Regions from separate parts of the Mus musculus genome. Here regions 1 and 2 are each linked to region 3. Evidence: chromatin contacts called from public Hi-C and promoter capture Hi-C data. All regions are on one chromosome and are shown on one strand. The core of a region is the stretch at or near the end of the contact, and the rest is flanking DNA. Distances in the headings are between cores, read along the strand shown.

Region 1 (3,088 bases), core at 177-2,676, 3.2 Mb after region 3:
TTGGTTCTTCTTGGACAGTCACTATTCCTAGGAATGTCAAACAGTATGCACTTAGTGTTGGTTAGTAGGCCTATTTTTTTCTAAGATTTACTTATTATTATATGTAAGTAGCTGACTTCAGACACACCAGAAGAGGTAATCAGATCTCATTATGGGTGGTTGTGAGCCACCATGTGGTTGCTGGGATTTGAACTTAGGACCTTCAGAAGAGCAGTCAGCGCTCTTACCCGTTGAGCCATCTCACCAGCCCCCCTAGTAGGCCCATTTTTATTAGTGTTAGGGGAATGGTAAGTATACAGTCGGTTCTGGGAAAACTTATATCCTGTGGTGAAACAGCGACAGCAGCACAAACTTTAACGAATTCCAATTACAGACAATAAATGTAAAAAACAAAACAAAAAAAAAAAAAAAACAAAACTCCCCATCCCCAGCTGTTGGTAATTATGCTCGATGGTACATTGAATAATTAAGAGGTGGTAGAAAAAAAGTCAGTTATAATGGGTGTTTATAAACTTGGTAAGGAAGAAAATTTAGACTGTGTTGGGGGTACAGTAGGTTATGAAGAAAAAAGTACCCCAAGATTTGAAGGAATTAAGCATTACCAGTTTTTATTCACGCAACACTGTGGAACCCGTTTATCATTAGCTTTTACCTGAAATGGCAATGAAGTCGTTTCTGAGTTTGCAAAAGGGTGGAAAGACATTTGTATTGTTGAGTAGATTATTTTTACTTGTACATTAGTGTGCAGAAGAATAAAGGCAGTTGTAAGGAGGAATAGTTATGCAAGACTGATGCAAAATGCTAACAGCCTATCTGTAAAATACGCGCACTTCTGACAGCTCCATCCAGGAGTGAAATGTGCTGCGGATCTGAGAAAGCACGACACAGTCGATATTTGTGTTGAACGTGGATTTAAAAATGTATTCCCCTCTTTTCAGCGTTTTCCCAGACTCAATAACGAAGTCAGCCAGTTCCAGTCTGGGGACACAGGAAGAGCTTCCAGCACAAGGAGTTTAGCAGAAGATCCACAGGTTGGCATACCTGTGGATGCCAACATCGGTCGTTCCTATATGATCTCAGCACAAAGACTAACGCCTCCCACTTTCATCTGTGGAAGACAAACCCTAAAACTGGACTCTATCCGTATTAAGAGGAGCTTTTGAATATTTAAGCTTGTACGACGTAGCTTTGACATCCATTGTTCCTTCAGACTGTAAACAATGGCTCAAAGCCTTCTCACAAGACAAGCTACTTTCCGGGTAGTCTGGTTGTCCACTGACTTCACCAGAGCGTATGAAGAGGGCTGCAAGACTTCACGCCTCTCCATTGCGGGTGGCGTTTGCTTTCCATTGTGATTCTGGGTCCGGCGGCAGGCGCGGCAGGGCGGAGCCAAGTGGTAAGGATAGCTTCGGAGGTCCGGAGGCTAGACGGGCCGCTGCGAGAAGTCGCTCTGGCTCGCCTTCCGCTCTCTATGGTCGGGAGCGCGAGCCCCTCCTCTTCCCGGAACGAGCCCTCTTGCTCGACGCGCGCGCAGCGCTAGGAGGGAGTTCCGTTTCCGGTCTGGTGGCTTTCGATTTTTGGCGTTCAGTAGTCGCGGTTGGTGGGTAACAACCGAGCCAAGATGTTGCGGAATCTGCTGGTAGGTAGCTTTGGGGGTTTGGCTGGTACTGGAGTGTCGGGGCGGAGGGTCAGGCATCCTGACAGAAAGGCGTGCTGGAAATGTGGCAGAAGACAGCAGCCGGAGTCACCTTGGCCGCGCGTCCTTTTCCCTGACCTTCCGTCCACTCGCCCCTGGCTGTTTCTGGGTAGTCGTAGAGGGAAGAGCAGGATCGCATTTGGTTCTTGGTCACTACAGCTTACCGTTGCTTATGGCTATGACTGTAGCTCTGACGTAGGCTCCAGTGGGGGGATCTTGGACACCTGGAAAACCTAGGTGGAAGGTGGCTTTTTGTTGTCATTTTGTTTTGTATCATAGTGAAAAGATAAAATTTTACCTGATTCAAAGAAGTAAGCCAAAGAACTAAATTGTACAGTTTTAGTTGGGATTTAATGGGTTTCATGATTGAAGTGTAATGACGATTCAGAATTACCTTTAACACTTGGTGAATATTTCTCCAAAATTTAAAAAGGTGTGTTTTGATTTTATTTTGTAATCGTTTAACACAATTAAGACTTAACACCAATTACATTTTTCTTAGATGTCCAGGAGTGTTCTAGCATGTGCCCTCCACTGCAAAGTAATTTTTCAGTGCCTTGGCTATCCTGGAACTAAATCTGTAGACTAGCATGGCCTCTGCCTCCCTAGTGCTGCGATTAAAGTCTTGAGCCTCCACTACCCTGCCAGGAATAGATTTTTGACATAGGCAAATATTAAATGAAAATGTTAGAACTTATAAGATGTCTATATCATTTATTTTTCTGTATATCAGCATGTTTTGTTCTATAAAATACTACTGATTAATTTCAGGCACAGGTTATATATAGGTCATGGTTTCTGAAGACTATGATATGTAACATGAAGCACAGAGCAGAGAATAGACAACATGTAGAAAATCTGGATGCTAGTCTTGGATAGTACTGACAAGTTCGATAATGCTTTAAATCTCAGCTTCCTTTCAGTGTGAAGGGTTGGAAGTTGCCTTTACAGGTTTCTTTGGACTCTTAGGTCTTGTTCGATGCATGTGAATTTTCTGTTTCAGGCCCTTCGTCAGATTGCCCAGAGGACCATCAGCACCACTTCACGAAGGCATTTTGAAAACAAGGTTCCAGAGAAACAAAAGCTGTTTCAGGTACTGAAGTGTTCTATGTGATTGTTAATTGTAACAGAGCTGGCACGGTAGAGTAAGTCCAGAGGATCTGCTTCTTAGAGGCTCTCAAGGTTTTTTTTTTTTTTTTTTTTTTTTTTTTATCGTAAGGAGGATTATTTGCTGTGTCTAAGAGGTGCTCAGGGAGGTGGGAAAAATGCAGAAGCCAGTGAATTGTGTGTGTGATTTGATGAATTGGTAATCTTTGGGGGAATAATTGCATAAACCATAAAAAAGAGTCCAGAAACAAAAAATAAGCAGGAATTGTTACAGGGTGTAGCATA
Region 2 (2,772 bases), core at 67-2,566, 4.3 Mb before region 3:
CCTTGTCATCTGGCCTGAAGTAAGAATAGGTATCTAGAATGGATAAGAGATCCCTCCCCACCCCAAACCTGGGAAGTCTCCAGAGCCCTAACCAATTGTAGAATCAGTCAAACTTCTAGAGATAGAGCTAACCAATCAAGGCAAAATGGCACAAATTCCTCCCTGGAATTCCCCTAACTGACAAATATAAAAGCTAGGCCTGCAAGCCCACTCACTACATGTGTCCATTCCTGAATGAGGAGACCCCTCCTTGCAGGAAATTCTGCTGAATAAACATTCTTTGCTTTTGCATACTACTTAGTTTAGGGTATCATTCTCCCAAGATCTTGGACCCTAACAAGTTGATGGTAAAAAATAACTATGGTGAGTGAGACTGAAATGAGACCTCAAGTGGAAAAAAATCCCCCAACTTTCTCAGCTTGTGTACATGACTAGCCACCATAGCTCTTCTTGCCGCACTCCTTTAACAGTTGTCTGGGCTACTTGTCTGCTTCACGGAACCCACGTCTATAGGGCATGGAATGTGCTCAATTCAGTATGTACTAAAAGAAAAGCCATAAGCTGAATTAAGTTGACTTGTAAATTGTAAAATTTAAATAATGTACATAATGCTCTCACCAAGCTTAAAATGGTAGCTTAAAACAGGTCTCTATTATTGCATTTTAATCGGATAGTTTCTGGCTTGTACACACTCAGATGTCAATATGCATTGTTGAGTGAAAAGTTCAGGCCAGAAAGGAGGTACAGAACTATGTATACCAGAGGCAAAGACCTTTACTGTTTGAAGATTTTACTTTCATTCCAAAATGTTGTCTTCTGATTTGGTGTGCCTGTGTATACGTATCCAGAGAGCGAAAGAAAGAGGAGAGAGAGAGCGGGTAAAAAAGTAAAATAAAATAAAAACTCAAGCAAACCACTGCAGAAGAGAGCTTTGAAAAGCAGGATACCAGAAAAACCAGAGCTGCTGAACTAGTGCAAGGCTCTCACTGAGAATCTTGGTATTGTGTATTTTCAAATGCTTGTCCACTGGGTGGCGGACATCTCTTCTAACACCGGAATTATTTCTAATGCATTTGTACTTTTCTCATAACACCCACACAAGGCTTATTACTTGAAGGAAATCAACCCTCTTACACCGTTTTTAAAACTTTCAACCTGGACAGTAGCCTTCAAATGAAAAGGGTGGGAAAGGCTGGAAAGAAGAGCAGCTCGCTGCGGAAGGACGAGCACAAAGGGACTAAACTACAACTCCCAGAAAGCCACGCGCTGGCTCTAGATGGTGCGCTTGCGCCTGGGTCTTCCCGGCCGGCTAGCTGAGCTCGGGATTTCCGGGAGTAAGAGAAAGCGGGATGTGCACACTGCTGCCGCGCCCACGTCCCTTACGGCCGCCACATCCTGCAGAGCCGTGAAGGTTCCAATCTTTATTTGAGAGTCACCAGAAGACTGACAGCTTGTCTGGCTGCTCCCTGGGTCACGTGGCAGGCAGGATCACGTGACACCCGGGAGCCCGCCTGTAGGGGTCTGTTGCCCTGACAACAGCCCGCTCGCCGGGACTTTCCGGGAGAGCGCGGGCTCCCAGGAGCAGGTAGGTGAGGCGTTGTGGCTGTCTGCGACCCTGTTGTTGTTTCCAGGTTGTACCTCAGGCAGGGTCTCCGAACTTTGTTTTGCGCATTACTCCGCTCCTCTGTCGGGACTCCAAGTCTTTGCTTCGAGCTAGCCCCCAAATCTGCGCTTCCTGCAGCCTGGACTGAGCTGAGGGCCCTTTCGTGGGGTTTGCCTCTGACTAACCTGTTTGTCCAACTCCTCATCCTGACCCTAAGACCTCTTAGTCGAAAATGCAAATAAAAGCACTAAGTATTCCACTGAAAGATGGTGGGCAAACCTGCTGCCGTCCCTTAGAAAAGAAAACTAGCGTTTGTTCGTGTTGCCCTAAAGAGTTAAATCCAAAGGTTTAGGACAGATCTGAAGATGGCCTCTCCTAGCTGAAGTCCAGCTTTGAGACAACTTGACTAGATCCCATTAAAGGTGCTCGCGGCATTGTTTCTTTTAGCCTGCCTTTGCTTCAAGAGAAACATAAATAGTAGTTAATGTGTGTCATTAACTTCCAAGGGTATTCTGTGCTCGTTGGGGATGTTTTAAGACAGGATTGCACTATATAGCTCAGACTAACCTGAAATTCAGGCTTGTAACTCAGGCTAACCTCCCAACTAAAGAGCTGTCTGTCTCCTAAGTGTAGAAATCTCTGGGATGCACCACTAAATTCTTTATTATATTCTGAGTCTTATAAATTCACTTAGTTTATGTCTGGAAAAAAATCCTGATTATAGAAAGTCTATTTTGCAAAACCCTTAATTTGAAAATACGTGAATCCGGAAGCACAACCTGTATACTGTGCTTTACAAGAAAAAATATTAGTCTTTCCACTCCTGCTCTTTTAATTTTTTTTTTTTTAATATTCTCTGTGAGGACCTGGATTCTGAGAGGTATTAGCAGAGACAAATACATATACAGTGGAAAAGATCCTGGAGCCCACCTCTTAGCGACTGGATGAAATGTAATGATCAACCTTGAGAAGACATACTTCATAAGCTACTTTCCCAAGTCAGTTAGCTTCAATGAATTAGACCTCCAATGGTGTCTCGTAATTGCAATATAACTGTCAAGTTACATCATATATATGTGTGTACATATATAAAACTGTCTTGAGAAGTTGAAGTTTAAAGTAGTGTTGTTTTAATGATGTTTAATGATTGTTTTCCTCCAGAGGTGTTT
Region 3 (2,882 bases), core at 17-2,516:
ACGATGTATCATATAAAACCAGTAATTACATTAGGATTTACGAAAAGATTTTTGTTTCTGCTTTTCGCCAGTTTTTAAGAAGTCTTCCCGTGATTAACTGTAAACAGGAATGGTTTACACCGTAAATTAGAAGCCATTAATTAGCATGACGAAGTCAACTGCAAGATACACAGATAATTTAAATTATTTAATCACTAATCACCTTTGCTAAACTGTAATATACTCTTTCAATAACCTTCGGTAGGTTATCGACCGTGTCAGTAATTTACCTCCATATCAGTTAGAGATAAGTATTAGCTAGCGCCCTTTCCTTTCCTTCAGGTTTATATTAGCCCTTCTTGTAAACACTTTAAAAAGCTTTAAGGTTCTTCACTTCCAAATCCCTAATTAGCCATCACTAGCCTTTTTGTAATAAGTGGGGGAAAAGATGAGCTGAAGTACAAATCTGGAGTTCCTCTTGCCCGTTTATCAAAACAAAAACATTTTTTTTTTTTAAACGAACGCTTCAGGCGATGGTAGTAATAAAAGAAATATGCAGAGGTGGCTTCGGGGAATAACGGGTTTGCAGAACGCAAGTGGCTCAAAAAAAAAAAAAAAAAAAAAAAAGCCCGAACCTCTATTGCAACCCACGGCACTCCAATAAATTACACAACACTTGCCCAGGCTGCAGAAATATCGCAGGACAAGACTTACACGGATGCCAATCCGCAGCATTTATACACATGCACATGGCAAGACTGAAAGCAAACACTAGCGTTCAAGTCGGGCAGGGCAGCGCGATCCCGACTTGGCCCAGCTTGAGAGTGCTCGCTGAGAGTCTCTGTGCGTGCGTGAGAGTGAGCCCAGTCCTCCCGGCATTTCCCCTCTTTGAGCAGTTTTGCTTCATTTGTTTCCTATTTCTGCTACATAGAAACTAACTTCCATCTCAACCCAGCCAGCGCCGCTGAATAGAGCCTGTGCTGCGGCTCCGTGTGCGTCAGATCCCTCCGCGCAGCCGTGCCGGCCCCCTCCTCCCCTCCCTCCCTTTCTCCCTCCCGCCCGCGGCCTCTTTAGAGAAAGCGCCCGCCAGGCAGCCCGCCGCTTCGGCTCCGACATCTCCTCGCGCTGGAAATAAATAAATAAGTGGCGGCCCAGGGCGCGCGGAGCGACGACCGCGCGGGCGCGGGCCTAGGCCGAGGCACTCCTTTTCCCGCGGGGGGCGGGGGCGGCGAGTGCGGGGCCGCGAAGGCGCGGACTCCTTTCTGCGGCGGAGGGATCCCGGCGGAGGCGGCCGCAGCCGGGGCCGCTGCCTGAGAGTTGTTGTTTCCTCCTCCTCCTCCGCCTCCGCCGCCGTTGCTTGAATGGTGGAGCCGAGGCTCGGCTCGTGAGCACACACTGACAGCTACAGGGCAGGCGGCGGCACCGTCCCCGCGTCCCCTCGGCGGCGGGGTGTCCCGCCGGCGGCCCCGAAGTGACCCGCAAACATGTCTCGTGAGAGGAAAGGCCTCTCGGAGCTGCGATCGGGTAAGTCGGGCGCTGCGGGGCCGCCGCGCCGGGCGGACTCGCCCGCGGGCCCCCGCCCCCCGCGGCCGCTCAGCCCGTGTCTCCCCGTCCTTCTCTCCCGCGCAGAGCTCTACTTCCTCATCGCCCGGTTCCTGGAAGATGGACCCTGTCAGCAGGCGGCTCAGGTAGGCGGCGCGCGGCGCGGGGACGGGCGGGCGCTCGCGGTGGCCGCCCGCGGGCGTGGGGGAGGGCGGCGGCGGCGGCGGGGCCGCGGCCCGGGGCGCGGGGGCTCAGCGTCCCCGCTTTGTTGTTGCAGGTGCTGATCCGCGAAGTGGCCGAGAAGGAGGTAAGGGCGCGGCGGCCCGGCGCCGTCCCGCCGCCGCACGGCCTCCCCCGGGCCGCTGCGCAAGCTCGGGCGTCCGGCGGGGCGCGGGACGCGGGGCGCGGGGGGTCCCCGGCGGGGCGCGGGGCGGACTGGGGAGGGGAGCGGCGTCGGTCCGGGCCGGGGGCCGCGCTCACCGGGCGTCCTGTCCCCGCAGCTGCTGCCCCGGCGCACCGACTGGACCGGGAAGGAGCACCCCAGGACCTACCAGAATCTGGTGAGACATTCCTAGCGCACTGCAAAGAAACTTTTCCCCGAGTCGAATAAAAATTGAATTTCCCGCAATTTTTTACAGAGACAAAAACTTGGCCCCAGAACGGGAAAAGCTGCAAAGGCCACGGGGAGGGTTGGGAGGCCGGAGCGGGGGCTGCGGGGGGCGGCAGCCGGGGGTGCGGGCGCCCCGGGGCCGCGGGGTCCGCGGACAATTTATTTGTGATATTTTGTTAATGTGCTAGAAATAAAGATACGTCATGAGTGTTGTGCAGTGCAAGGCCAGAGGAGGAGGGGCCGGCGCGCGTATCCGCGCGGGGGCGCGCGCGCGGCGGCGGCGGCAGCGGGAGCGGCGCAAGCCTGGAGAGCGCGCTCGCCAGCTCCTTGCTTGCTCTGCACGCGCGGCCGGCTCAGCTTTCTCCAGCTCCACACAATAGCTGGTGACTAACTGCTCCGAAGTGGCATTAGCATTTCACAAGAAGGCCTTTGAGCCGCGGAGGAACCTTGGCAAGATTTTTTAAAATTTTTTTTCCCCCTTCTCCTCTGTCTTTTGTTTTCTGTAGATTCAGACCCAGATTTTTAATTTTATTTTTTTTTAATCTTTGTTTGGTTGGAGGCGTTCAGATAGATATGGTAGTCACCCAGCGGCACATTGTGCATTATACAAACAGATCTGCCGAAGTATAAACCTGGAAGTTTTAATAGGCGTTTTCCAATTTTGCAGATTCTTGGGGGATATTACCTTCTTTTATTAAAAGTCATTTATAGAGGTCATTGAAGAATTGTGGGTTTTATCTGCATAGTTGCC

The links. Promoter capture Hi-C pulls out the DNA fragments that hold promoters and counts their contacts. Hi-C and Micro-C count contacts between places; a contact is called where the count stands out from the background.
Region 1: a promoter capture Hi-C map of pre-B cells shows a contact between it and region 3. The contact joins the promoter of Cox7a2 here to the promoter of Phip in region 3.
Region 2: a contact with region 3 is called in a Hi-C map of CD8 T cells, with 6 times the contacts expected there. The contact joins the promoter of Cep162 here to the promoter of Phip in region 3. A contact is called at or near these places in 1 of 39 promoter capture datasets (erythroid cells) and 1 of 484 Hi-C or Micro-C datasets (CD8 T cells).

What each region holds. Positions count from the first base shown.
Region 1 is chr9:79,758,191-79,761,278 of GRCm38.p6, reverse strand. Cox7a2 (cytochrome c oxidase subunit 7A2) reads left to right here and starts at 1,426. Exons shown (of 4, transcript NM_009945.3): 1 at 1,426-1,639; 2 at 2,700-2,789. The coding sequence starts at 1,622. It also overlaps the pseudogene Gm51685.
Region 2 is chr9:87,254,076-87,256,847 of GRCm38.p6, reverse strand. It overlaps Cep162 (centrosomal protein 162), which reads left to right and starts at 1,316. Exons shown (of 27, transcript NM_199316.2): 1 at 1,316-1,585.
Region 3 is chr9:82,973,873-82,976,754 of GRCm38.p6, reverse strand. Phip (pleckstrin homology domain interacting protein) reads left to right here and starts at 1,266. Exons shown (of 40, transcript NM_001081216.1): 1 at 1,266-1,503; 2 at 1,609-1,667; 3 at 1,799-1,828; 4 at 2,022-2,081. The coding sequence starts at 1,464.